Linked DNA regions of Sus scrofa: region 2 is linked to region 1. A link is a contact called in public HiChIP or PLAC-seq data. All regions are on one chromosome and are shown on one strand. The core of a region is the stretch at or near the end of the contact, and the rest is flanking DNA. Distances in the headings are between cores, read along the strand shown.

Region 1 (4,774 bases), core at 1,145-3,644:
ACAAACAAAAAAATGATTTTGCACGGAGTATAGCAGAGGGAAGAGAGCTGTGACAAGACAGATGGAGGTCCCAGAGCCCAGTCAGAAGCACCTTCCCCACATGAAGAAGCAGCTTGTCAGAAGAAAAGCTCAGTGGTCAGCTCTTCTACCTACAAAGCATCTTGGGCTTCTAGGACATCCAGAAGTAAGCAAAAATGCTTATTATATCTTTATTGGCTTCCTCATTTTTGGTTTTAATAGAAAACTTTATTTTCTACCCTAATAATAAAACCATATTCTCATTTTAAAAATTAGATGAGAGAGAAAACAGTGTTCGCTGTGGTGAAGTGGGTTAAGAACCTGACTGCAATGGCTCAAGCCACTGTGGAGGTGCAGTGGGCTAAAGGGATCCGGCATTGCCACAGCTGTGGCGTAGGTCACAGCTGTGGCTCAGATTCAATCCCTGGCCCAGGAACTTGGATACACTGCAGCTGCAGCCGCAGCCGCTCACAGCACTGTTATATATGCTTTGCAGGTACTAAAACTTTTAGATCTAACAAGTGTCTTATGGGGTAGGTACCATTATTACCATTTTCCCACCATGATACACAGTTCCCTAGAAAGATTAATATATCCAAGGTCATAAAAAGTGGCAGAGCCCAGATACAAACCCCAGGCATTCTGGCTCTAGAGCCTACACTCTTCAACCTGGCATTGTGCATGCTTTTCTCGTACTTTGTTCTCGACTTTTCCTATATATACAATTTTTTATTGATTGATTGACTTATTGATTTATTGTCTTTTTAGGGTCGCACCCACGGCATATGGAGGTTCCCAGGCTGGGGGTTGAACTGGAGCTACAGGTGCCAGCCTATACCGCTGCCATAGCAATGCCAGATCCAAGCCGCCTCTGTGACCTACATAGTTCACGGCAATGCTGGATCCTTAACCCACTGGGCGAGGCCAGGTATCGAACCCACAAGCTCATGGATCCTAGTAGGGTTCATTAACCACTGAGCCACAAAGGGAACTCCAGACATTCCTATTTTTTAGGCAACCCAGTCTCTGATATTCTGTAATGGGAGCTTTAGCTGACTAAGACAGTTAGCTAATAAAATCACCTCGTGCAATTTCACCTTCAATATTACCTTCACATACTATTATCCATAGCACTTATGTGTAAGAATGCTGAATTAGATGCTAGAGAAACAAAACTAGTTCCTTGCTTCTGGGTCTTACAATCTAGTTGTAAAAATAGAATATACGCATTAAAAATACATTATAATACAGTGTAACACATGATAAGAAACAAATGCAATATACTATACTATAGTATTTTCACCCAAATGAACCTATGGAAATAATGCTTCCCTAAAATGAAAAAGGAGGACCACATCTAGATTTTTTTTTAAAGATTATATAAATCTTTAATTAACAGCTAAAACCATTTTCTTTGAACATGGATGTAAAGTCTCACTAAATTATGAAAAAGAATAAAAAGCTATTTTTTTCTCTGAAATCACTGACATTTTACACAGTCAAGATACTCAACTTTAGGAGTTCCCATCGTGGCTCAGTGGTTAACAAATCCAACTAGGAACCCTGAGGTTGCGGGTTCAATCCCTGGCCTCGATCAGTGGATTAAGGATCCAGCGTTGCCATGAGCTGTGGTGTAGATCGCAGACTCGACTCGGATGCCACATTGCTGTGGTTCTGGCGCAGGCAGGCAGCTACAGCTCCAATTAGACCCCTAGCCTGGGAACCTCCATATGCCTCGGGTGCGGCCCTAGAAAAGATAAAAAGACAAAAAAAAAAAAAAAAAAAAAAAAAAGATACTCAACTTTATTAGTAGTCTTAAAATTAAGAACCCCAAATTTCAAGATCTCATACTACCTTCTTTATCCAACACAATAAATAAATGAAGTCACTTCTGTTTTAGAAATGTCTATCTGCAATGCTGATCAACAACTAAAAAACCGTGCTTCTCTAAGCTGTCCTCAAAGTCCTTTGAGAAGATCTCTCCTCCTGAAGAAGAGATTTTTTTCAAGTAATGTAATAATTTCAGGTATTTACCAGAACCTTACTTCTCTACACCACCCTAAGATTGCCCAGGAACACACGTGTGTCTGCACACTCACGTAACCCAAGTCAATACTACATCAAATTAAAGTCTCTTCCAGACTTAAATCTGTTTCATCTTCACTACTACCTCCATAAAAGTATATATAAAGCCTTAAGTGTTTAACAAGTTTGAAGCCTGAGGACAGTAGCTTTTCAAAAGAAAAGAAGAGATGTAATGAGGGTGGAACACAGTGACGTAATCCTCTACAAGGAAAGCCCTGGGCACGCAGACTGCACACACAATGAGAGATGGGGGACGCGAGCCTGAGCAGCCAGCTTGGCTTCATGCTGCACATTTTTGGCAGACATTCAACTCCTTCTGCTGTTTTCCTAGCCAGCACATTTATCTATGTAATGTCACCAGATCTAGAGGGGGAGGGAGATTGAGAAGAGGGGGAAGAGGAAGAAACTGTTTTACAGGCTGCCAGTCCTACCGCACATGCTGTTACTATACAAAGGATGTCTAGAAAGCCAGTGCGCTGCCGCTGCACAGATCCAAATGCTGCAAGCGCAAGCATGCAAGCGCAGGAGCGCACACACACACACACACACACACACACACACACGCACACGCACACAGAGGCACACACTCCACCCAAAGATCAACTGAAGAGGGAACTGCCTTCAAAAGGAAGAAAGCCTGTAATTAAAGTCTTGAAGTCTTGATTCACAAGCAATGACTCCCTTCTGAAATTGATTTCGGTTCTTGGAAGAAGGAAGGAGGAGAGGTATTCTAACCCTGTGGAGAAACAACAAGCATTCCACAAAAAAACCTGAGCTGCTCTGGTCCATGCCCACTACAGGCATGTGCTACAACAGAAATAAACCAGTAACGCAGCTGAAAAGCAAAAGTCTCCTGTCAAATAACCATTACTTTATAAATACCTAATGTACACATTGCCAATGACAACAGGAAATAAAAATGAATCTTAAGGAACAGTTCAGACATCTTAGAAACATTAGTCCTATCTATAAGTGGGAAAGTTTGCTGTTCTTAGCACTGCTCTATGCTTGTCTGGGCTGGTGTGCATGTGTGTACACAAAAACAATACTGAAACTGAAACTAGAACTGGAATGTAAAAGTAGAGATCAGAATTCATAGCTCATAGAAACTCAAAACTATTAGTTTCAATAAATGGATACTCCAACCCCATGAAACATTATATAAGTCACTACTACCAGATGCAACACATGAAAACAAAAACCCTGAATATGCATTTAACCTGAGGAACCAATCCATTCTAGTCTAAAACCAAAAAATGCCTTTTCAAGATCAAAACGCTATATCTCCAAAAATAGCATACAATCTGCCCCTAAGAATGTGTCATAAGAAACAAACAGGAAATATCATGTGTTGAAATCAGTAGTTATAAATAACCTTGGTCTACACTGACATAGTTTACACACACAAAATATATCGGCTTCAACCAACAGCTGTGCTTAGGACTTCCTTCACTTCAAATTTTAAAATCAGCTAATTAAGGAGACAGCTTGATAGGAAGCTATGCAAGTTTTCTGGTCCTAGTTCTCCAACTATGACCAACTTAACCTGTCACATTCTTCATTTGCAAAACGAAAATATGTGGCATGATTATCTCTGAAGTCTCTTTCAGTTCTTAACTTCTAAAATTATAGGTATTTTTAAATACAAAACAGGGTTTCCTACTTCCAAGGAGCTCATAATCTAGTTAAGGGTAATCATAAATGAATTAGCAAATAATATAAGACAGTGACTGGTCCAGAGCAGTGACTTAACAAGGGTGCAGACTGTTCAATGAGGCACTGAGCTGAGAGTCCTGACGTCAAGGATTTAGAGTCTGAAGGAGAGCTGAGGCTTAGATAACTTCAACAAGATTTCTGCTAGGACCAGGAGACTCATCAAGATTCAAAGTGTTAACTTTAGGAGTTCCCATCGTGGCTCAGTGGTTAACGAATCCGACTAGGAACCATGAGGTTGCGGATTCGATCCCTGCCCTTGCTCAGTGGGTTAAGGATCCGGCGTTGTCATGAGCTGTGGTGTAGGTTGCAGACGCGGCTCAGATCCAGCATTGCTGTGGCTCTGGTGTGGGCCAGTGGCTACAGCTCCGATTCAAACCCTAGCCTGGGAACCTCCATATGCCGAGGGAGCGGCTCAAGAAAATGGCAAAAACATGAAAAAAAAAAAAAAAAGTGTTAACTTCATAACCCATCAATTAATTCAAATTCCATGTAGTCGTTACCTCATTATCCTCATTCTATTGATAAGGAAAAAGATACTAAGCATTAAGGATTAAAAGATATTAAACATTAACAACATAAAACACACAACTGCAAATTTTGTATTACTTAGCCCAAAATACCTCCGGCCTGATAGGACTGATTTATACAGAGCCAGAAAGATTAATAAAAGATTAGGTTGAATATGAACGTGAACATGACAGGCTTTCCATAGATAGTAAATCATAAAGCTCATCTCATTAGGGTGAATAATTCAAAGCTAACATTTTTAACTCCGAAGAATCCTAAAGCTCTTTTTTTTTTTTTTAAGGGTCACACCCACAGCATATGGGGGTTCCCAAGCTAGGGGTCCATTCAGAGCTGTAGAAACATCAAATCCAAGCCATGTCTGTGGACCTACATCACAGCTCATGGCAATGCCAGATCTTTAACCCCCTGAGCAAGGCCAGGAATCGAA
Region 2 (4,774 bases), core at 1,234-3,733, 75 kb after region 1:
ATTCGTTAACCACTGAGCCATGACGGGAACTCCTACATGATATTTTGTAATGACCCATAAGGGAAAAGAATCCAAAAAAGAATATATGTGCATATATTCTGAACCACTTTGCTGTATACATGAAACTAACAACACTGTAAATCAACTGTATTTCAATTAAGAAATGTGTGATGCCTCAGGATTAAAGAGTTATACTGAGTCTGTATTTTCACTATAATTTAAAAACTGATTTGTATATTAGAGGTTAAGAATTTAGGTTTTAGGAGTTCTCACTGTGGCACAGCAGGATGGGTGGCATCTGGAGGGCTGGGACGCGGATTCGATCCCTGGCCAGGTGCAGCGCGTTAAGGATCTGGGGTTGCTGCAGCGGCAGCATAGGTTGAAACTGAGGCTCGGATCTGATGCCTGGCTTGGAAATTGCACATGCTGCACTCAGCTAGGCCAAAAAAGAAGAAACAAAAACCCAAGAACGTAGGTTTGTGGAGTTCCCGTTGAGGCGCAGCGGAACCGAGTCCAACTAGGTACCATGAGGTTACAGGTTCGATCCCTGGCCTCACTCAGTGGGTTAAGGATCCAGCGTTGCTGTGAGCTGTGGTGTAGGTTGTAGACGAGGCTTGAACCCTGTGTTGCTGTGGTTGTAGTGTAGGTTGGCAGCTACAGCTCCGATAAGACCCCTAGCCTGGGAAACTCCATATGCCATGTATGCGGCCCTAAAAGAAAAAAAAAAAAAAAAAAGACGACAACAACAAAAGAATGTAGGTTTGTGTCAGGCAGATATGAGTTCAAGTCCAGGCTCTGCAGCTTTCTTAGCTGTGTGATATTAGGTAAAATGAAGAACACTTCTTGTTTCTTCACTTGTATAATCATTTTCTAATTAGGAAAATCACCCTAATGTCATATTTGTTTAATTGTGATTAATTTGATGTAATAGATTGTACAGTAGGCTCCCAGAGGTGTGTATTTGCAAGTTTTGTCATTCTTTCTGTATCTGTGAGTTAATGGTATTTGTTGTCCATGTATACTTTAAAAATTCATACTTAATGGAGTTCCTGCTGTGGTACAGTGGGTTAAGAATCCCACTGCAGCAGCTTGGGTCACTGCCAAAGCACAGGTTCAATCCTCAGCCCGGCACAGTGGGTAAATGATCTGGTGTTGCTGTAGCTATAGCTCAGATTCAATCACTGGCCCAGGCTCTGGGGTGACCATAAAAAAATTTTAATACTTGGTAAAATTTAATTAATTAATTAATTATTCTTTTTACAATTGCACCTGCGGTATATGGAAGTGCCCAGGCTAGGGGTCCAATTGGAGCTGTAGCTGCCAGCCTACGCCACAGCCACACCAACACCAGATTGAGCTGCACCTGTGACCTCTACCACAGCTTGTGGCAATGCTGGATACTTAACCCAATGAGCAAGACCAGGGATCAAATCCTCATCCTCACAGGCACTATGTCAGGTTCTTAACCCGCTGAGCCACGATGGGAACTCCCCTTATTAAAATATTTTTAAAAAGAGCTCAGACACTTTATGGAGAATTCCCAATCTCATTAGATAGTGTTCAGATGCAATTTTAAAGTTATTTAAATATTTTTTGGGGTTTTTTTTCTTTCTTTTTTCTTTTAGTTACCCAATGAATTTTATTACATTTATAGTTGTACAATGATCATCACAACCCAATTTTATAGCATTTCCATCCCAAACCCCCATCCCATCTCCCACCCTCCAAAAAGTTATTTAAAGATTTTTTGGATAATACATGGTACACAGGACAAAAATCCAAAAGGTATAAAAGACTATAGGATGAAAAGGATGTTTTCTCCATCACCTCGCTGTACATTCCTGTCCCACAGTTACTGTCCTAAGAAGCAACCGCTTCCTGGCATGCAAACACACACACACACACACACACACGTGCACAGCGGTGTGTGTGTACACACCCGTCCACATGCTACTCATGCTGTTCTGCATTTTGCTTTATAACTTAGAATAGACGGAACATTCCCTGAGCTCCGCATATAGAGCTGCCTTGTGATTTTAACAGCCGCTTAACATTTCATCAGACGGATGTACCCCACATTATTTAACCAGCCCTCAGGGACCAACTTTTCGGTTGTCTCCAAGTGTTTGCTGTTGTAAGGAAACGTGCCACGCTGCCTTGTAACTTTTAATCTTCATTACCCTGTAGCTTTGTACTCCTTTTTCTTCCAGCACGACTGCAAAGTCATTCTGCGGGGTTTTCTCCAGGCCCTAGATCTCAGCAAGTACTTGTGTGGTTCCTCCAGAATCCTTGTTATCAGTCTCCAGTTCACCTGCTGGCCCAGGCCTGTGTGTATGTGTGTGTGTGTGTGTCTCCCGCTGATTTCCAGACCCAGGTGGCACCCAGTGTGTGCGCATGTATATATGTGTCTGTGTCTGTGTGGCAGCTGTGCTACCAAGCCCGTGTGTGTGTGTGTGTGTGCGCGCGCGCGTGCGCGCCTACTGGCTGTGTTGCCAGGCCTCTGTGTGTGTGCTTGCTGGGCTACCAAGCCCGTGTGTGTGTGTGTGTGTGTGTGTGTGTGTGTGTGTGTGTGTGTGTGTGTGCCCCGCACGTGTTCTCCGCTGCTGGCTGCACGCCCGCGAAGGAAGGGACGGGGAGGGGCGAGTGACCGCAGGTTCCCGGCGCAGAGCGAGCAGAACCCAGACAGCCCGGCGATCTCGGGCCTAAGGCTCGGGAGGACGCCACCAGCCACGGTCCACAGCCCTCCGGAAGCCGGGGAGGTGTTTAAAGGTGTCTCAGAAACAGGCACAGCCCGGGCAGCCCGCCTGAGGAACAATGGGTCCTTTCAGCCACCCCTTTAGATGGATGGCCCGTCACCATGACAACCACCATTGTGGGAAGTCGGAGCGGTCCCGGCCCCGCCGCTCCCCCGGCGCCCCTCCCCCGGCCCCGCCGTATGGTGTGTGTGGCACTGGCAGCTGTTGTCAAAAGAAGGCACCTCTTTGTCTCCAGGGGATGAAAGACATTTGGTTTTCATCGCCCCCCTTCTCTCCGCGCCAACTCCTCTACCCGCGCCCGGAGCCGCGACCCCAGAAGATGCCCGCAGTCCCCGCCCGGAGTTTTGGTCTAAATTTCCTCTGGGATTTACTCTTCCTGAAGCATTTCTGCCATTTCTCCGAAATCTTTGAGTCCCCAGAAGTCCCATTCTCAAGTGTGATGTCCTAACTAGGGGAACTCACTTTGGACTTCCCGGTTGCTTTTTTCAACTCCGCTCCGGGAGTCCCGGCGCCAGCCCTTCTCCCCTCAGACCTAACAGCGCCACCTTCCGTAGCCGAGAGCTCATTGCTGTCCTGGCCCCGGCCCGCGGACGCTCTCGGCGCCCAAGTTGCAGGTCAGGTCTGTTCCTCAGAGCAAGAACAGGTAGGTTAACTGTCCTGCGGATCTCAACTTCAAACAGCCGGAAGCTTTCTGGCAAAAAAAAAAAAAAAAAAAAAAAAAAAAAGCCATATAATAACAATATGACCTGTATTTTGATCAGACCTCTTATGTATTTTTAAATTTTTTCTTTTGAGGGAAGCACCTGTGGCATATGGAAGTTCCTGTACTAGGGGTAGAATCGGAGCTGCACCTGCCCACCTACACCACAGCCAGAGCCATAATAACACCCGATCCAAGCCAAGCCACGTCTGCCACCTCCAAGTCAGCTTGCAGCAACTTAATCCACTGAGTGAGGCCAAGGATTGATCCCACATCCTTCCTCATGGATACTAGTCAGGTTCACTACCCACTGAGCCACAATAGGAACTCCCAGACTTCTTTTCTATTTTTTATTTATTTTTATATTTTACTTTTTTGTCTTTCTAGGGCTACACCCCTGACATATAGAAGTTCCCAGGCTAGGGGTGGAATCTGAGCTGTAGCTGCCCGCCTGCACCACAGCCACAGCAGGCGGGATCCCAGCTACATCTTCGACCTACACCACAGCTCACCGCAAAGCTGGATACTTAACTCAGTGATTGAGGCCAGGGATCAAACCCGCATCCTCATGGATATTAGTTGGGTTAGTTACTGCTGAGCCACGATGGGCACTTCCGGTCTTCTTTAAAAAAAAAAAAAAAAATTATTTTCTTTAAGTATAATTAATTTACACTGTTGTGTTAATAACGAGACTTCTAGCTGAAATGTATTACTAAACTATTTTTTTAAAGTTTTCTGAGTTCCCATTGTGGCTCAGCTGGTTAAGAAACTGACATAGTGTCTATGAGGCTGAGGGTTTGATCCTTGGCCTTGCTCGGTAGGTTAAGGATCCGGCATTGCTGCAAGCTGCAACATAGGGTCACAGATATGCCTTGGATCTGGCATTGCTGTGGCTGCGGTGTAGACCTCAGCTTCAGCTCTAATTTGACCCCTAGCCTGGGAATGTCCATACGTCCTAAAAAGAAAAAAGAATAAACTTTTTTATGACTTTTCAGGAATACCTAAATGTGATTTCCTTTATTTTGTCGGTGAAGGAAGTTTATAAAAATTAAATTTAAAAATGAAAAAAAAATCTGCTAACCCTGTGTCTGGGATTTGAAGTTGGTAGGATCACTACTCCTATAATCTGCACCAGAGATCTTAAAATTGGAACAGATGGTGTTTTCCAGACCTATCTGTAAAGAAAAAAAGCTTATAGTGGTGAGAGAAAAAGCAAGGTAGGAGGAGTTCCCACTGTGGCTCAGCCATAAGGAACCCAACTAAGTATCCTGGCCTTGCGCAGTGGGTTAAAAATCCAGCATTGCCGTGAGCTGTGGTG

Evidence for each region. HiChIP or PLAC-seq counts read pairs in DNA pulled down with a chosen protein or histone mark.
Region 2: an H3K27ac HiChIP or PLAC-seq map of skeletal muscle shows a contact between it and region 1. The contact joins two enhancer-like sites. A contact is called at or near these places in 1 of 5 promoter capture datasets (liver), 20 of 47 Hi-C or Micro-C datasets (alveolar macrophages, blood, embryonic fibroblasts and 9 more) and 2 of 2 datasets of contacts at active chromatin or transcription factors (alveolar macrophages and skeletal muscle).

Annotation. Positions count from the first base shown.
Region 1 is chr17:11,071,952-11,076,725 of Sscrofa11.1, forward strand. The region is part of intron 2 of KAT6A (histone acetyltransferase KAT6A); the gene reads right to left. Among named protein-coding and RNA genes, the nearest start is that of KAT6A, 36 kb to the right of the region's middle. Within about 2 kb of position 2,395, at least 50 of the 83 cell types and tissues checked have an H3K27ac peak or open chromatin away from gene starts, as enhancers often do. A contact at or near this core is called in alveolar macrophages, fetal liver, liver and 3 more, where this site is marked.
Region 2 is chr17:11,147,243-11,152,016 of Sscrofa11.1, forward strand. No RefSeq gene overlaps it. Among named protein-coding and RNA genes, the nearest start is that of AP3M2, 17 kb to the right of the region's middle. Within about 2 kb of position 2,484, at least 55 of the 83 cell types and tissues checked have an H3K27ac peak or open chromatin away from gene starts, as enhancers often do. A contact at or near this core is called in alveolar macrophages, fetal liver, liver and 3 more, where this site is marked.